Linked DNA regions of Mus musculus: regions 2 and 3 are each linked to region 1. A link is a contact called in public promoter capture Hi-C data. All regions are on one chromosome and are shown on one strand. Each heading gives the region's core, a stretch centred on a gene start, on an enhancer-like site or on the middle of the called end of the contact. The rest is flanking DNA. Distances are from core to core; before and after follow the strand shown. Region 1 holds the start of Spr (sepiapterin reductase). Region 2 overlaps Dysf (dysferlin). Region 3 holds the start of Dysf (dysferlin).

The links. Promoter capture Hi-C pulls out the DNA fragments that hold promoters and counts their contacts. Capture Hi-C pulls out chosen DNA fragments and counts their contacts.
Region 2: a promoter capture Hi-C map of embryonic stem cells shows a contact between it and region 1, with 4 times the contacts expected there. The contact joins the enhancer-like site here to the promoter of Spr in region 1. A contact is called at or near these places in 6 of 39 promoter capture datasets (cranial neural crest, embryonic stem cells, liver and 2 more), 1 of 115 datasets of contacts at active chromatin or transcription factors (astrocytes) and 1 of 9 other capture datasets (embryonic stem cells).
Region 3: a promoter capture Hi-C map of liver shows a contact between it and region 1, with 2.9 times the contacts expected there. The contact joins the promoter of Dysf here to the promoter of Spr in region 1. A contact is called at or near these places in 6 of 39 promoter capture datasets (the 3T3-L1 cell line, embryonic stem cells, frontonasal cranial neural crest and 2 more), 1 of 15 datasets of contacts at CTCF or cohesin (large pre-B cells), 2 of 115 datasets of contacts at active chromatin or transcription factors (astrocytes and large pre-B cells) and 1 of 9 other capture datasets (liver).

Annotation. Positions count from the first base shown.
Region 1 is chr6:85,134,495-85,139,236 of GRCm38.p6, reverse strand. Spr (sepiapterin reductase) reads left to right here and starts at 1,473. Exons shown (of 3, transcript NM_011467.2): 1 at 1,473-1,798; 2 at 2,124-2,414. The coding sequence starts at 1,492. It overlaps Gm10444 (a long non-coding RNA gene), which reads right to left and starts at 1,303. Exons shown (of 3, transcript XR_001785286.2): 1 at 810-1,303.
Region 2 is chr6:84,050,965-84,055,670 of GRCm38.p6, reverse strand. All of the region lies in intron 3 of Dysf (dysferlin), which reads right to left. Among named protein-coding and RNA genes, the nearest start is that of Dysf, 34 kb to the right of the region's middle. Within about 2 kb of position 2,295, at least 27 of the 459 cell types and tissues checked have an H3K27ac peak or open chromatin away from gene starts, as enhancers often do. A contact at or near this core is called in embryonic stem cells and liver, where this site is marked.
Region 3 is chr6:84,015,923-84,020,639 of GRCm38.p6, reverse strand. It overlaps Dysf (dysferlin), which reads right to left and starts at 1,254. Exons shown (of 55, transcript NM_021469.3): 1 at 1,032-1,254. The coding sequence starts at 1,122.

The sequences.
Region 1 (4,742 bases), core at 224-2,723:
AAGTTTTGCTTTTGTTTTTTGTTTTTTAATTTTGTTTTTTGTTTTTGAGACAGCGTTTCTCATTGTGTAGCCCTGCCTGGCCTGGAACTCACTCTGTAGACCAGACTGGCCTCAAGCTCGGAGTCTCCTACTGCTGTATCCAGACTGCTGGGATTAAAGGTTTCATTGCAGCCACGTGGCTCAGAAAGGGTTTCATTGTGTAGCCCTGGCTGTCTGTCCTAGAACTGGCTTTGTAAACCAGGCTGATGCAAACTTACAGAAATCCTCCTGCCTCTGCCTCTACCTCCTGTGTGCTAGGAGCACCACCATTGCCTGGTCACACTTAGTGTTTTTAATGTCGGTTCTGGGGTTCAAACTCAGCATGATGGCCTTGAACTCACTATGTCTGTTGAAGATCCTTCAACTACTTTGGAAATAAGATAACAAATCCAATAGATTAGTGGTAAGTAAGTAGTTTTAAATATACAGTTCTGCTGAAAGGGAACTTTGGCATAGAGAAAAGGCATTAATGACGTGTTGATTTGGCACAAGACAGTGTTTTTTAAAAACCTATAGAGAGACATTCCGGCTCTCTTCTCATATAGGCCTACAGGATTTGCATCGCTCTAGGTCCCCTATTTCGTTGGCCTAGGACAAAAGCCTCATTCAATTTAAAAAAAAAAAATTGGAACTTGAGAATGGCCCCTACTGATTGCTGGTTTCCCAATCTGACCAGGCTAAGTGACTAGTCCTACCACTTGAACTTTCTGAAACAAAGAGGAGCTAGCCGCTGGCCTGCCTGCCTGTAATTCCGATGGACTCTAGCTCACCTCAGACTAAAAATGGATCAAAGCAATCTCTATGTCTTTCTCTGCTGTCCTCCTCAGACATCTCCAGAGAGCTGGGATATTTTTCTTTCCCATTTGAGATTATGAAGTTGTTTCTAGAGTGCATGACGCAGGTTGAAGGATAAGTACACAGGTCCCAAGGAACCAAGCGTTTTCACTGACGGTGATGAGTCTTGTTCGTGAGATTGTTGTGATTCTCAGCCTTTCTCTTCCCCTGTGTGTGCTCTTCATTTTCTGGTTCTGTCTGCCTAGCACCTCCTGGGGAAGCTGCTGTGCTTTTCCAGAGAAGGCTTCTGTTAATCAGAGTGCAAAGGGACCACAAGCTCTACACACTTCATCCAAGGCTGTCACTGGTCTCTAACTGGTATGTCCTGTATGGATAAAGACAAACCTTAACCCTGGAGGAGGAAGCTGATCCTGGAACAGGGTGGAAATTGAGAACGCGCCTCTCAGAAAGGGGCTGAGTTTGTGGGAGTGGCGCTCAAGGGGAACCCGGAAGCGCTGGGAAGGGGATTAGGATTTCCTGCCGAGGCCCGGCTGCCTGGCTTTTTTTTCCCCCGCCCAAACACCAGTGGATTCTGGCCCGAACTTCCGCCGTCCCAAGCCAAGAATAGGCTCCGCCCCGTCCTGGTTCAGTAGCTGCGCATGAGTCTGAGTTCCAGGCATGGAGGCAGGCGGGCTGGGCTGCGCTGTGTGCGTGTTGACCGGGGCCTCCCGGGGCTTTGGTCGCGCCCTGGCCCCGCAGCTGGCCCGGTTGCTGTCTCCCGGTTCCGTGATGCTCGTAAGCGCACGCAGTGAGTCGATGCTGCGGCAACTGAAGGAGGAGCTGGGCGCTCAGCAGCCTGACCTGAAAGTGGTGCTGGCAGCCGCCGATCTGGGCACCGAGGCTGGCGTGCAGCGGTTGCTGAGCGCAGTACGCGAGCTCCCGAGGCCCGAGGGGCTGCAGCGCCTGCTGCTCATCAACAACGCAGGTGAGAGTCCCGTCCAGACCCCGGCTGCGAGCTCTTACCTCATAGGCTTTTGGGTAGGTGAAGGGCAAGTCCCTAAAAGTCCAAAGTCCAAGAGGAGGGAGGGTGTATCAGTGTCACTACGGGGCGACAGTGCCTCCTGGCGGATGTGTGAGTCAAGACTTTTTGAACAAATCACTCTGCTTTACTACAGTATTCTTTGCTTGCATTAGGGGTGTCTGCAGAGCTGGGGCAGAGAGATAGCCTATGAGGAGGAACTGTGGAAGGCTGAGGGAGAAGAGTGCCCCAGTTGTGTCATTTCTTTGGTCCCGTTTTTTTTTTTTTTCAGCCACTCTTGGGGATGTTTCCAAAGGCTTCCTCAACGTGAATGACCTAGCTGAGGTGAACAACTACTGGGCTCTGAACCTGACCTCCATGCTCTGTTTGACTTCCGGCACCTTGAATGCCTTCCAGGATAGCCCTGGCCTGAGCAAGACTGTGGTTAACATCTCATCTCTGTGTGCCCTGCAGCCCTACAAAGGCTGGGGTCTGTACTGTGCGGGGAAGGCTGCCCGAGACATGCTCTACCAGGTCCTGGCTGCTGAGGAACCGAGTGTGCGGGTGCTGAGCTATGCTCCAGGTAGGTGGGTGCTCCTGACAGTGCTGTCCCTAGACTTAGCTGGTACCTTTCTGGGGGCTAGGCAAGGAGGGGAACCTGATCTATATTCTCCATAAAGAATCCAAAGACACCTTATATGCCCCAGTATAGGGGAATGCCAGGGCCAAGAAGCAGGAGTGGGTGGGTAGGGGAGCAGGGCGGAGGGAGGGTATAGGGAACTTTCGGGATAGCATTTGAAATGTGTATAAAGAAAATATCTAATAAAAAATAAATTTAAAAAATGTGACACACACACACACACAAAGAATCCAAAGACTATCGGGCCCCTACTACCTCTGGTAATGACTCCTCACTTCGTAAGAAAAATACAGACTCCCAAGACGTTGGAGCAGTCAGGGGCCGAGGTACTCAGCCTCAGGACTTGTCCGATTAGCAGGTGGGATAAACATCCAGACACATAAAATGCATTAAGACTAAAACTGAAAAAAACAAAATGCCTTTATATGTTCAGCTGTCTGCTTTTGTCCCTCAAGGGACACATACTGTTCCTCCATGTGTGCCCGACACCCAATAAAGCTGTATGGAGGATGGACACATGGAATGTTCAAAGACAAGCAAAGAGATAGTGGTGAGTGGTGAGCACCTCAGGCTGAGCCGTGCTGGACGCTGAGTGGAATGCAGAGGGTGCTAGCATGGAGAAGACAGGGCCGCTGTTCTTATGGACATTTAGGGTACGAGGACTTCTGAGACCTTGTCTTGTCCCTCTAGCCTATTAAGATGCCACTGTGCCTTTCTTCTAAACTTGTGATTTCTGCTTAAAAGGTAGCAACATGTAATAGAATGAGCAGCTAAGGGGTGAGATCCAATTGTCTGTACCTCTTTGGACTAGGACAGGATTCTGGAGACACAGGCAAAATGGTCTGTCTAACGCTGGAGGGAGGCAGGACCAGGATCCAAGTTTGCCTCTAACTTCTTGATCTATACTATGTTTCCTCATCTCATGTAGCACCTGCCCTATGCACACATGCAAGATATTTCTTGTTCCAATATCCAGCTCACCTGCTCTGAGCTCAGCCTAGGCGCCTTCAGACAGCAGCGATCACGTGTAAACCACAGCCAGGAGGGGAGCCAGTTCCAGAAGGGCCCAGAGCTAAGTTAGCTCTCTGGAGGCTGCCTCAGTTTTCATGGAGGAACTGAGAACCTCCCCCTGAGCCTGGAGACAACAGGGCCAGCCTAGTTCTCATTTCAGTCTCTGGAAGAATCTTCTAACAGGTTACAAAGATGGAGATGTCTGTTAGGAAAGAGAGCAAGCCTCTGCCCAGTGGTGCTCAAGGAGATAAAACGGGGCAAGGCAGAACAGCTGAGAACTGAGCAGAAGCTCAAAGCCAGCCCTGAGGACACAGCAAGTCAGAGCCTGCACGGGCTCCAAGAGAGTCTCAAAACACAAGAGAGCGAGAGGAACAGGGGAGGGTCTGGCTGAAGGACTTCCAAATGTTAGCCAAGTGCTCTTCCAGGCCTTGTGATTTTTCTGCCCCTAAAACGCCATTAAATTTTGGGAGGTTTCACAATTCCATAAGCAAACAGGAGACATTTTCCAGAAATGCAAGTAAGAGTGACAAAGCTTGTTAGAAAGTGACAGGTCTGTCTCTCTCTCTCTCTCTCTCTCTCTCTCTCTCTCTCTCTCTCTCCCTCCCTCCCACCCCGGCTCACTCCCTCTGTGTGTGTTGTGTGTGTGTGTGTGTGTGTGTGTGTGTGTGTGTGTTTTGCTTGAACAGTGGTTATCACATGTATGCAGTACCTGCACAGGCCAGATGAGGACAACACATCGTGTTTAACTGGAGTCACAAATACTTGTCAGTTGCCTAGTTGGGACTGGGACTCAAACCCCAGTTCTCTGCAAGAACAGGAGCTGCTCTTAGCAGGGAGCCGTCTATCTCTCTATCCCATACACTCAGCTTTTTACTGGGGATTTGAACTCAGGTCCTCAGGCTTGTACAGGAAGCACTAGAGCAACTAAGCAGCCCATCCAGGGGTTTGGGGAAGCTCTGCAGGCCCAGAAAAGTGCAGCCAGATGAATTTATCAGAAGTCTAAGAGGAGGTCTTGAAGTAAGGAGAAAACCAAGGTTGTGACACGCACCTAACTGCTTGTCAGGGTTTGAAGATGCTGAAGGTCTCACCTGCCCCCTGGTTGGCTGTAGGTGGAGTGGGGAACCTGCAAGGTTACCTATCTGTTAGTACAATGGGAAGTCAGCAAGCGGTGTTACCTAGACAACAGAGGATGACTTGATTTTACACAATGCTTAATAGACTTAGCTTTGAACCCAAAGCTCAGTCATAACGTGGTATGGC
Region 2 (4,706 bases), core at 1,046-3,545, 1.1 Mb after region 1:
CCTAGTCAGACTCACAAGCACAGAAAATAGAATGGTGGTTGTCAGGAGCTGTTGGGAAGGAAAGAAGAAAATTGTATTTAATGGGTTCAGGTTTTCTGCTTGGAAGATGAAAGAGGTCTATAGGTGGATGGGTGCAAAGGTTGCACAGAACTGTGCATTTAAACTTGTTAAAATCTAGTGTTCCTCCTGAGAGTGATATCACGGTGGACTTCCATATCCCACACAGAAGAGCACATGTGTGCATGCTTATCCTTCCCACATATACACTAAGCAAATTAATTAAAAATAAGTAACTTGTAAACCTATGTGATAAATAATTATTAAACTCTCTGGCAATGAAATACATGTGTTTATACCCTCTGAGGCAGGCAGGTTCTGAGCCACCTTACAATTTCCTTTGCTAGAAATACAAACACTGTGTGTGTGTTTGTATGTTTGTATAAGTATGTATGTGTGTGTGTTTGTATGGTTGTGTAAGTATGTTTATATGTGTATTTGTGTGTGCATGTTTGTGTGTATGTGGGTGTATGTGTATGTGTGTGTGTTTATGTTGATGTGTATGCATGTTTGTGTGTATGTATATACATGTTTGTGGGTGTGAACATGTGTGTGTGCCTGTGTGTTACAGAGGACAGCTGTGTTGTTGGTTCTCACCTCCTACCTCATTTGAGGCAGGGTCTCTTCACTGTTTTTCTGTTCCATACTCTATGCCAACTGCCTTTCATACTCCTGTGGGATCTCTTGCCTCTCCCTCCCATGTTCCTGTAGGCAAACTGGGATCACAGAAGCTCAATTGAACTTGGGTCCTCACACTAACACAGGACACGTTTTTATCACTGAGCCATCCCTCAGCCCTCCTCTTACATTTCTTTATTTTGGGGTTTGGTTGGTTGTTTGGTTTGGCTTTTTTTTTTTTTTTTTTTTTTTTTTTTTTTGAGACAGGGTCTTACTGCATAACCCTGTAGACCAAGCTGGCCTCGAACTCACAGAGATCCTACTGCTTCTCCCTCCCAAGTTCCGGGATTAAAGGAGTGCATTGCCACACATAGCTTAGCATTTATTTCTTTAAAGAAAGAATAAAGGGAGGTTATTATAGGATTTTTAAGTCCCACAAAGGTCCAGACGTCTAGACTGTGGGTTTCTCTGTTCCCTGGCACCTACAGGAAGCTTTGCGCTATGGCTTCCTAAACAGGGGCTCTTGTTAGGTGTAACCTAAGGACCATCACGGGAATAGCGCTTGTCCCCAGCATTGTGACCAGAGTGTCCTCAGAGCAAGATTCTCTGTGACATAAGAAATCAGAGTCACTCTGTCCTTTACGGGAATCCTTGGCAGCAGACCAGAGTGATCTGACCAAGCAACCTGCCCCAGCGAGCCTGCAGATGTGGACAGTGTCTATCTACAGTTGAGGCTTCTGGCCTTGGCAGCAAAAAGGCCAGGCCCAGCAGCAGTCAGGTAGCAACAAACAGCAGTCTAGCTCCATAGCTCCGTGTGGCTGAAGCTGGTCTTAGGAGCCGTGGCCAGAGGCCCAGGGTAAAGGTGGACCACCTGAGCCTGGCTTGCTGGCAAAGTCCTCCCAGACAGCAGGGAGAATTCCAGGAAGTGGGGTGGTGAACAATGGCAGGAAATGCAGAAGGAAATGCCGGCTCCACCTCTGCCAGCCCTAGCCCTTCCGGCTGCCCCCAGAGCTGCCTAGGAGTGACTGCTATTTCCTCCCTGATACCCCCTTGGGGGCCATCAAATGTACCCCCTGAGGAACAGGGACTAGTCTCTCCAAGGTACCAGGTTGTCCTATATCCTGAGGAAGAAGGGCTGGAGGCCACCTGTCCAAAGACCCAAGTGGGAGGCTGTGGTGACGAGTCAAAGAGACAGAGCCTCCCATCTGCACGAGTGATGTAAAAGCATAGCCCAGCGGGAAGGGGCAAGTTGCAGAGACTTATGGAGGTTAATGAGGTCTGAGGCTCCATCACAGGTTGTGGAGAAAACCACAAATTCATCCATTTCAATCTGTAAAGGAAATAGGACATTAAAGCCCCTCCCCAAATTCCATTTCCCTGTAACTTTATTCAAGGGACCCAATCTTGAAAGCCCAAACCCTGGTCTGTCCCATCTGAAGACAGACACCGAAATAAAAGCTCTAGGGCCAGGTGTCTGCTAAGCAAGGTTCTATGGGCACCAATCGGTGGTCTGACAGGTGCCCTGTGGCATCAACAAGACTCCAGTGAGTCAAGGAGGGACCTGGAACCCTGCAAGGGCCAAGGCTGTGGAAGCCAGCAGGGTGTGGCAGAGCCTACCTAGTCAGTAGCACCAGAAGCGGCCCTGTGGGCCTGGCCCCACCTTTACAGCACAGGCCCTCCAGCCTTCCCTCTCTGGCCAGTTCTCTTAGCTTCATTGTTTCAGAAACACTGTTACATGGGAGTAGAAGTGTGGGGGCTGAAAGAGGCTCGGCCATCCCAGAGAAAGAGAAGGCAAGATGGGCATGGGGAAGGAGAGCAGCTGAGATTTGACAGACACACATCTCCCCCAGGAAGAAAGAGTTTATTCCCTAATTCACCCATGAGTGTCAGTGCCCTGTCAGACAGATGCCGAGTGGGAGCCTCCAAGCTGGGTTTGAGCAGTGTGTGTGAAGGCGAAGGGGGGGGGGGGGGGGGCGGGGGCTAAGTTTATGCTAATGAAATGTGAAAAAATGGAAACAATGTTGTTTAAAAACATTGAGTCTTACTGATTCACTGTTTGTAAGAACAAAGCACAAAAGCAACCCAGCAGTCCACCACCCGAGACTGCTAAACTGCATAGATACAGCACAGCACATCTGTGCTATGAAATTCTGCCACAAAATAATATAATTCTACAGAAAGTTCTCAAGACTTGGTCAAGCGCTAAAACAACCATAAAGGATTATATCATACTATCTACTGCCTAAGAAAAGGGAAGCTCACGGCTATCTTGGTGATTAAACACTAAAAGCTCTGGAATCATCTATGCCAAGCCAAGACCATTGGAATGAAAAATCAGGGCTGCTTTTTTTGGAGAGCCATATGGAGGTTCCTCAAGAAACTAAAACCAGATCTGCCGTAGGACCCAGGCATGTCATGTTTCCAGGTATATATCCCCAAAAAAAATAGCAGCGTGTAAAAGACACACTTGCCTGTTCTTGTTAACAACAGCTAAGCATGCAATCCACCTAGGTACCTACCCATAGGTGAATGCATAATTAAATGTGAGATATATATATATATACATTCTGGAGTGTTAGGTTATATTAATGAAATGTTATTCAGCCATGAAGATTAATATTCTATCATGGCACCAAACAGATACACCTAGGGAATACTATGTTAAATGAAACAGATGCAGACAAATCATGAATACTCCCTTTCATATGTGGGTGCTCAGCCATCGTGGTGGGAGGCTGGGGAGATGACTCATCAGCTAAGAACCCTTGCTGATTCTGCAGAGGACCTGGGTTCGGTTTCTAAGCACCACATGATGGTTAACAATTTCTCATAGCTCCAGTTCCAGGCGCTGTGGCACCCTCTTTTTGTCTCCATAGGCTTTGTATACAGGTAGTGTGAGTGTGTGTGTGTGTGTGTGTGTGTGTGTGTGTGTGTGTGTGTATGCGGCACACGCATGTACACACACATACATCTAAAATAATCTTTTAAATTGATTGTGAAGATAGGCTCAGAGGGCAACATGCTAGTAGCCCTAAGTTTGATCCCTAGCACCACAGAAACTAATATGGTGGTACAGACCTGTAATCCCATCACTTGGGAGGTACGTGCAGGGGATTTGGAGTTCAAGGTCATCTTTGGAAAAAAAGAGACCGGAATGTATAAGAGTGATTACTAGTAGTTTGATTGGGGAGGGGGGGCAGTAGTGGCAGGCTGGATAGCAGGTACTTAAACACACGTGGATGTAATAAATCCATAGCACAGGAAGGACTCAAGAAGAGAAGGGCTTAATGGCTCCAAATACACAGGCACAATAAGGAGGGGGCACTGTTCATCGCCCTAGTGAGGTCAGAGTACTGGATCAAAATATCACACTAGAGCCGGCAAATGTGTCAGTTGTGGGAAGGGTACAGCTCATTAATTTAATCTAATTCAACTCAAAACAAAGCAAAAAACAAAAAAAAATTAAAAAAAAAAACCAAATCTCTGCAAAACATTTTGTTCTGAACCATATTCATCATGCTTTTGTTTTCTGATAATTTTCATTTTGTTTTGTTTACTTGAGATAAGGTCTTATTACATAGTTCAAACAGACCCTGAACTCACGATCCGCCCACTCCAGCCTCCTCAGTGCTGGTACTGCAGGGACAAGCCACGCCTGCCCACAGCTTTCCTATGTTCTGATGCTCTAACATGCTGAGCCTTGTTGATCTAGAGACACCGACCCTCCCAGCATAGGCAGTCCCTGGAGACAGCAAGGAAGGTCCCCAGCAGGCAGGGTGTGGCCTGACGCACAGCTAGCTGGGTAAATTCCACTTCCATTTCCCCTGCCCTGCTTGCTCTTTTGATGTCCCCTGCACATTCTCATTTACTCAATGGCTCTGAGGCTCCTATGACTTCTGAAGGGAGAATAAAAAGGATGAATCTCAGAAGTCCGTGCAGGATAGGCTGGGAGCATGGCTCAGTTTGCAAAGCGGTGCTGCCTGGGCACAAGGACCTGAGTTTGATCCTCAGTATCCACAAAAGAAACCAGG
Region 3 (4,717 bases), core at 5-2,504, 1.1 Mb after region 1:
CCTGACCAGTGAAACACCAGGGAGGCCTAGGATGTTTCAAATCACACTTTGCAAAAGAATCAGCCGGATAGTCACCCGCGACCACCCGAGACCAAGAACAAACACGTGATCTGGAGCTCAGCTCAGTCCCTGTCTCTCATATTATTTGGGGGTGGGGCTGCATGTAAAGTGGACAAACCCTTGGAATCCTGATGTCCCCACTGTTGTCACAAAGGTTAACACTTTTGTGACAAGCCGTGCCTCAGTTTCTCTACACGCTGCTCTCCTTTTTAAATATATTTTCCGCAGAGCCCCGGGGTACAGCTCCTGGTGAGAGGAAGCCCTCTCTCCTCTCCTTATTTATCTCTCTCTGCAGAACTGGGGTCCTGACTCACCACTATTGTCCCTTCTCTCATTTTGACAGGTCCTTCCTCTTCCCTTTCCCCTCCTGAGACACCCCTCCCTTGGGAATCTGCCTGAAGCCATAGTGAAAGGGCCAGATATGTGGAGGAAGAAGTAGTCTCAGCAGAGAAACCCTTTCTGGTCTAAGCAGCACAAGACTTAGCAACTTGAATTTGGAAAGCATCCCACATCCCAGACACTCCTCAGACTTCCTGCGACAAAGCCACATCCATAGTATTCAGTTCCTCTTCCTTCTGGTTGAGATTTGGCCATTCAAACGGACAGTGTTCAGTCAGATTCATGGATAGATGGATGGGACGGTAACTTTCAAAGAGCACTATTAAAACGCTCACAAACCAGTTCAGTTATGTGGTGGCCCTGATTACACCGCTACCCTCTGCGTCTTCCAACCCACCCTGTGCCCACTATCCAGCCTTTCTTCCTTCTGAGTACTGTCTTGGGAAAGTAATAACTCCTGGCCTAGAACAGTACTTCCAGTTTTCCTAAACTCTGTAACATTTGCTGTTTCCTTGCTGTCAGTCCTGGGGCGGGATTCCTGGTCTGATCTGGGCCCACAGACCCCAAAGCTAGATGCAGAGAAACAAACGGATGGTACCCAAGCCTGAATGAAGTGGCTTCAGGACTCTCACCTCGAAAAATCAGGCTGGCAACTGGATCGCTGCGCCGGTCCTTCTTCACATTGGGGAGGTTGCTGGCCCTTGCCAGCAAGCAACAGAGCATGGCTCCGCAGCCCAGGCGCGTGGGACGGAGAGGGAGTAGGAGCTTAGGACTCAGTCACTACTGCCCTGCCAGAGTTCAGATCCAGGATGGCTATGCCAAGAGAGCAGTTGATTCTGCTGCGCCTCCGCGGAGACTTGGTCAGCTTAGAATGCGAGGCTGCGCGTGGGATAAGGTACACCCAGGGGGCGGATCCTTCCTTCCATCCCGGCCTGGGTCCGCCCTCAGGGCGGTGGCCAAGGAGGAGCAAGGAATTACTCTGGACCAGGCACTGGTGCCTTGTTCTGAGGGTCTCCAGAGAAGGAAACGCTGCTGCGAGGTACTGGATGAGTGGCTGGCAAGAACAGGGCAGGGTTGTTGCCTGGGGTAGCGCGGGTCCAAAGAGTCTCGCAGTAAACGCCGAATAAGTGCGCACTGTGTGCCCAGTGACCCAGGCACAACTGCTAGTGAGCTGCCACGGAAATCTCCTGGCGACACCTAGAGTTGTTGAGGTCTAACTCAAATCACACTACGTTCCCAGTCGCTGCCCATTCGATTTCCTGCAGTTCTCCACTGCAACAATCTTTGCACTCTTCACCCTCCAAGGTTGAGAAAGTTGCTAAAGTCACGACCCTTAAGTCATTCCAGTCCTGAGCACGCATCTGTGTGTTGTCTGATCCTGTAACAGCTTAGGAAGATCCTTCCCAACAGCACCCAAGCTTCTCTTCCCCACCTCCACCCCCACACACTCCAGCAGGTAAATGGGGGTGGGGCGGGGGCATGGTCCCGGCCCTTTTCATTTTGAGGGACACAACACTTTCAGAGGGGATATCCTGCTCGTGCCCTCCACACCTGCTCCCTGTATGACTTGGCAGGGCAGACAACCAACTCTGCTTATGTGGATGCTTAGCGGTCAGACAGCGATTCTCAAGTTGCCCAGTCTCCCTCTCTCTTGACAGCACACACATGTGGGAACCACACCACTCAGCCTAAACGCCAACCACACGCTCTTTTTGCATTACCTTTTGAAAGAGCCTCCAAACTCTATTTCCATTTCCTCCTCTACTCTCCTGAACTATTCAGTCATGCTTTCAAATCTTAACACACCACCAAAAAGAGCCTATGGGCTCTGCTTGAAAATATGGCCAAAGAAGAAAAAGAAGAGGCGGGGGGAGGAGGAAGGGGAGGAGGAGGAGGAGGAAACAAAAAGATCCTGATGGAGCAGGTTCTCCATAAATAATTATTTTTAAAAGAAATGTAAACCATTTGGTGGCACACACCTTTAATCCCAGCACTTAGGAGGCAGAGGCAGGCAGATCTCTGTGACTTCAAGGCCAGCCTGCTCTACAGAGTAAGTTCCAGAACAGCCAAAACTACAGAGAAATCCTATCTTGGGGAAAAAAAAAAAGCGCCAGGCCAGCACCCTTTGGGTTCTGATGCGCTGTTCACTCTGACTGGAGTGCTGTCTCTTGCTCTTCCTTTGCAGATCCACTCTAGGATCAGGGTGGCCTTGAGCACTGGACCTTGGACTTTGGATCTTCTTACCACCCCTTCCTCAGTGCTGGGATTATAGGCATACACCAAAGTGCCCACTTTATGCAATCTGGAGCTCAAACTAGGAAAGTGTTCTATCAATTGAGCCACATGGCACCTTCCCGGACCCCAAGACTCCCTTGCATGTTGCTTTTCAGCAGCAATAGCTAGGTAATGTCTACACCGTATCTCTTTCCCACATTTCCATTAGAATATTGGGCAGTCTCTAAGAAACTAGGGGAGCTTTGCTTAGCTACTGTAACCTTCGTAGTACCTGAAACAGGGTTCTGCACATGGCATGGGGCTGTCTATAAATGTCTTCTAAACAGTTCACTAAGAGGTCATTGAACTCCACACTCCTCATTGGTCAGCTCTAGCTGGTGATGCCACATCAGACAACACAGACAGCAGATGGCAGCAGCTGCAACTCTAGGCACGGTGGGACATGCTCTCAAGAAGAGGAAGGCCCCTGCGAGGGCCAGCAATCCTCACTGGAGTGGGGCATGGTGAAAGACAAGTAGGAAGGAGAATCCAGAACCTTCTTTGGCTGCTAGGACCTTCTCTTACTCTCTCTGACTATGCTCCTCTCCCTTGGCAGCCAGTTTTCTCATAGCAGAATTGCTGTGGATTGCTGTTTTTTTTTGTTTGTTTTTTGTTTTTTTTTTTTTTTTTTTTTTTTTGGTTTTTCGAGACAGGGTTTCTCTGTGTGTAGCCCTGGCTGTCCTGGCACTCACTTTGTAGACCAAGCTGGCCTCGAACTCAGAAATCCGCCTGCCTCTGCCTCCCGAGTGCTGGGATTAAAGGCGTGCTCCACCATGCCAGGCTTGGATTGCTGTTTTTTCTGCCCCCTCAAAAGGGATGTGAGGTCAGGTGAAATCTTAATTAATCAGATAAGACTAGGGCCTGTGATTGGGCAGTGGAAGAAGAAGGTGGAGCTGAAAGTTTTAGAAAGGGGAGGGGGAGGAGTCAGGATAGGAGAGATACCATGGAGGGGGAGGAGTCAGGATAGGAGCGATACCATGGAACCATAGGAGAGGATGATGAGCCGGAACCATGTGGTCGTTGGAGCCATAAGTAACTGGGGATGCTGTAGATAGACGACTGAGAAATGTAGGGTACATTTGTCCAATCTAGGGGTGCAACTTGTATTTATATCAATTGATTTTAGAGTTCTTTGTGTGGGCATTTTGGTGGTTGATGATTTACTGTTGTAAATCTGGCTGGTAAATTACAAGCCTCTGAAGTTGTCATCTTACAGGGCAAAGGAGGTTAGCGTGAGCGGCAGCCAGCTTGTACAGGTTTGCCACAGGGAGCGGGTGGCTTGGGAAGTGCAAGCAGTTTGGCAGCAGCTAACCACAGGAACCAGGGCAGACTGCCACTTGGGGCTCCCCATGGAGGTGGGAAGACCACCATTGGCAGTGCTTAGCCAGCCATAGAGTGGATTGGTTTTTATAATTACACACTACACAGAACCTAGCTGATTAGATGCATGTCTTTGGTTCCATGATAGACCTGACTCTATCTCCTGTCAATGGCAGGGTTGCCATGGGCCTGCATCCTAAGTTGTTCTTATGAGGGCACAGGCTTATATGTCCTACACCAAGAAACACAACTCCCATTCCTGCTTCCTGTAAGCAAGGTAGCATAGAGCCAATTGCCAATGACACCCAAATGTCCGGGGATCCTGGACAGCAGAGCAGAGAAAGCAGTGAATCGGCCTGGTTCAGGTAATGCTTTTGGGGGTGTGCAGTGCACATACATATATATCCAGAACCCACCATCATATTCAAGGGAGTGACCGATCACTTTAGAACTGTCATTTAAGTCTACTTGAGCCTAAAATGCCAGTTAACTGCAATTTAGGTCACTCTTCTGAATACTTGTTATGTCGGTACCACCTGGGCATCCACAAGCTCCTGATGCCACCCACTGGCATCTGCTTCTGCCCGATGAGTGACAGCATCTCCTAACTGGCCGTGCCATGGTCACCACAACCACATATGGTCCATTACCCACATTGCAGTCGTGAGATCTTCAAGCACAGTTGGGTCACTGCCCTGATGAAGATCTGTCAAGGGCCTCCTCT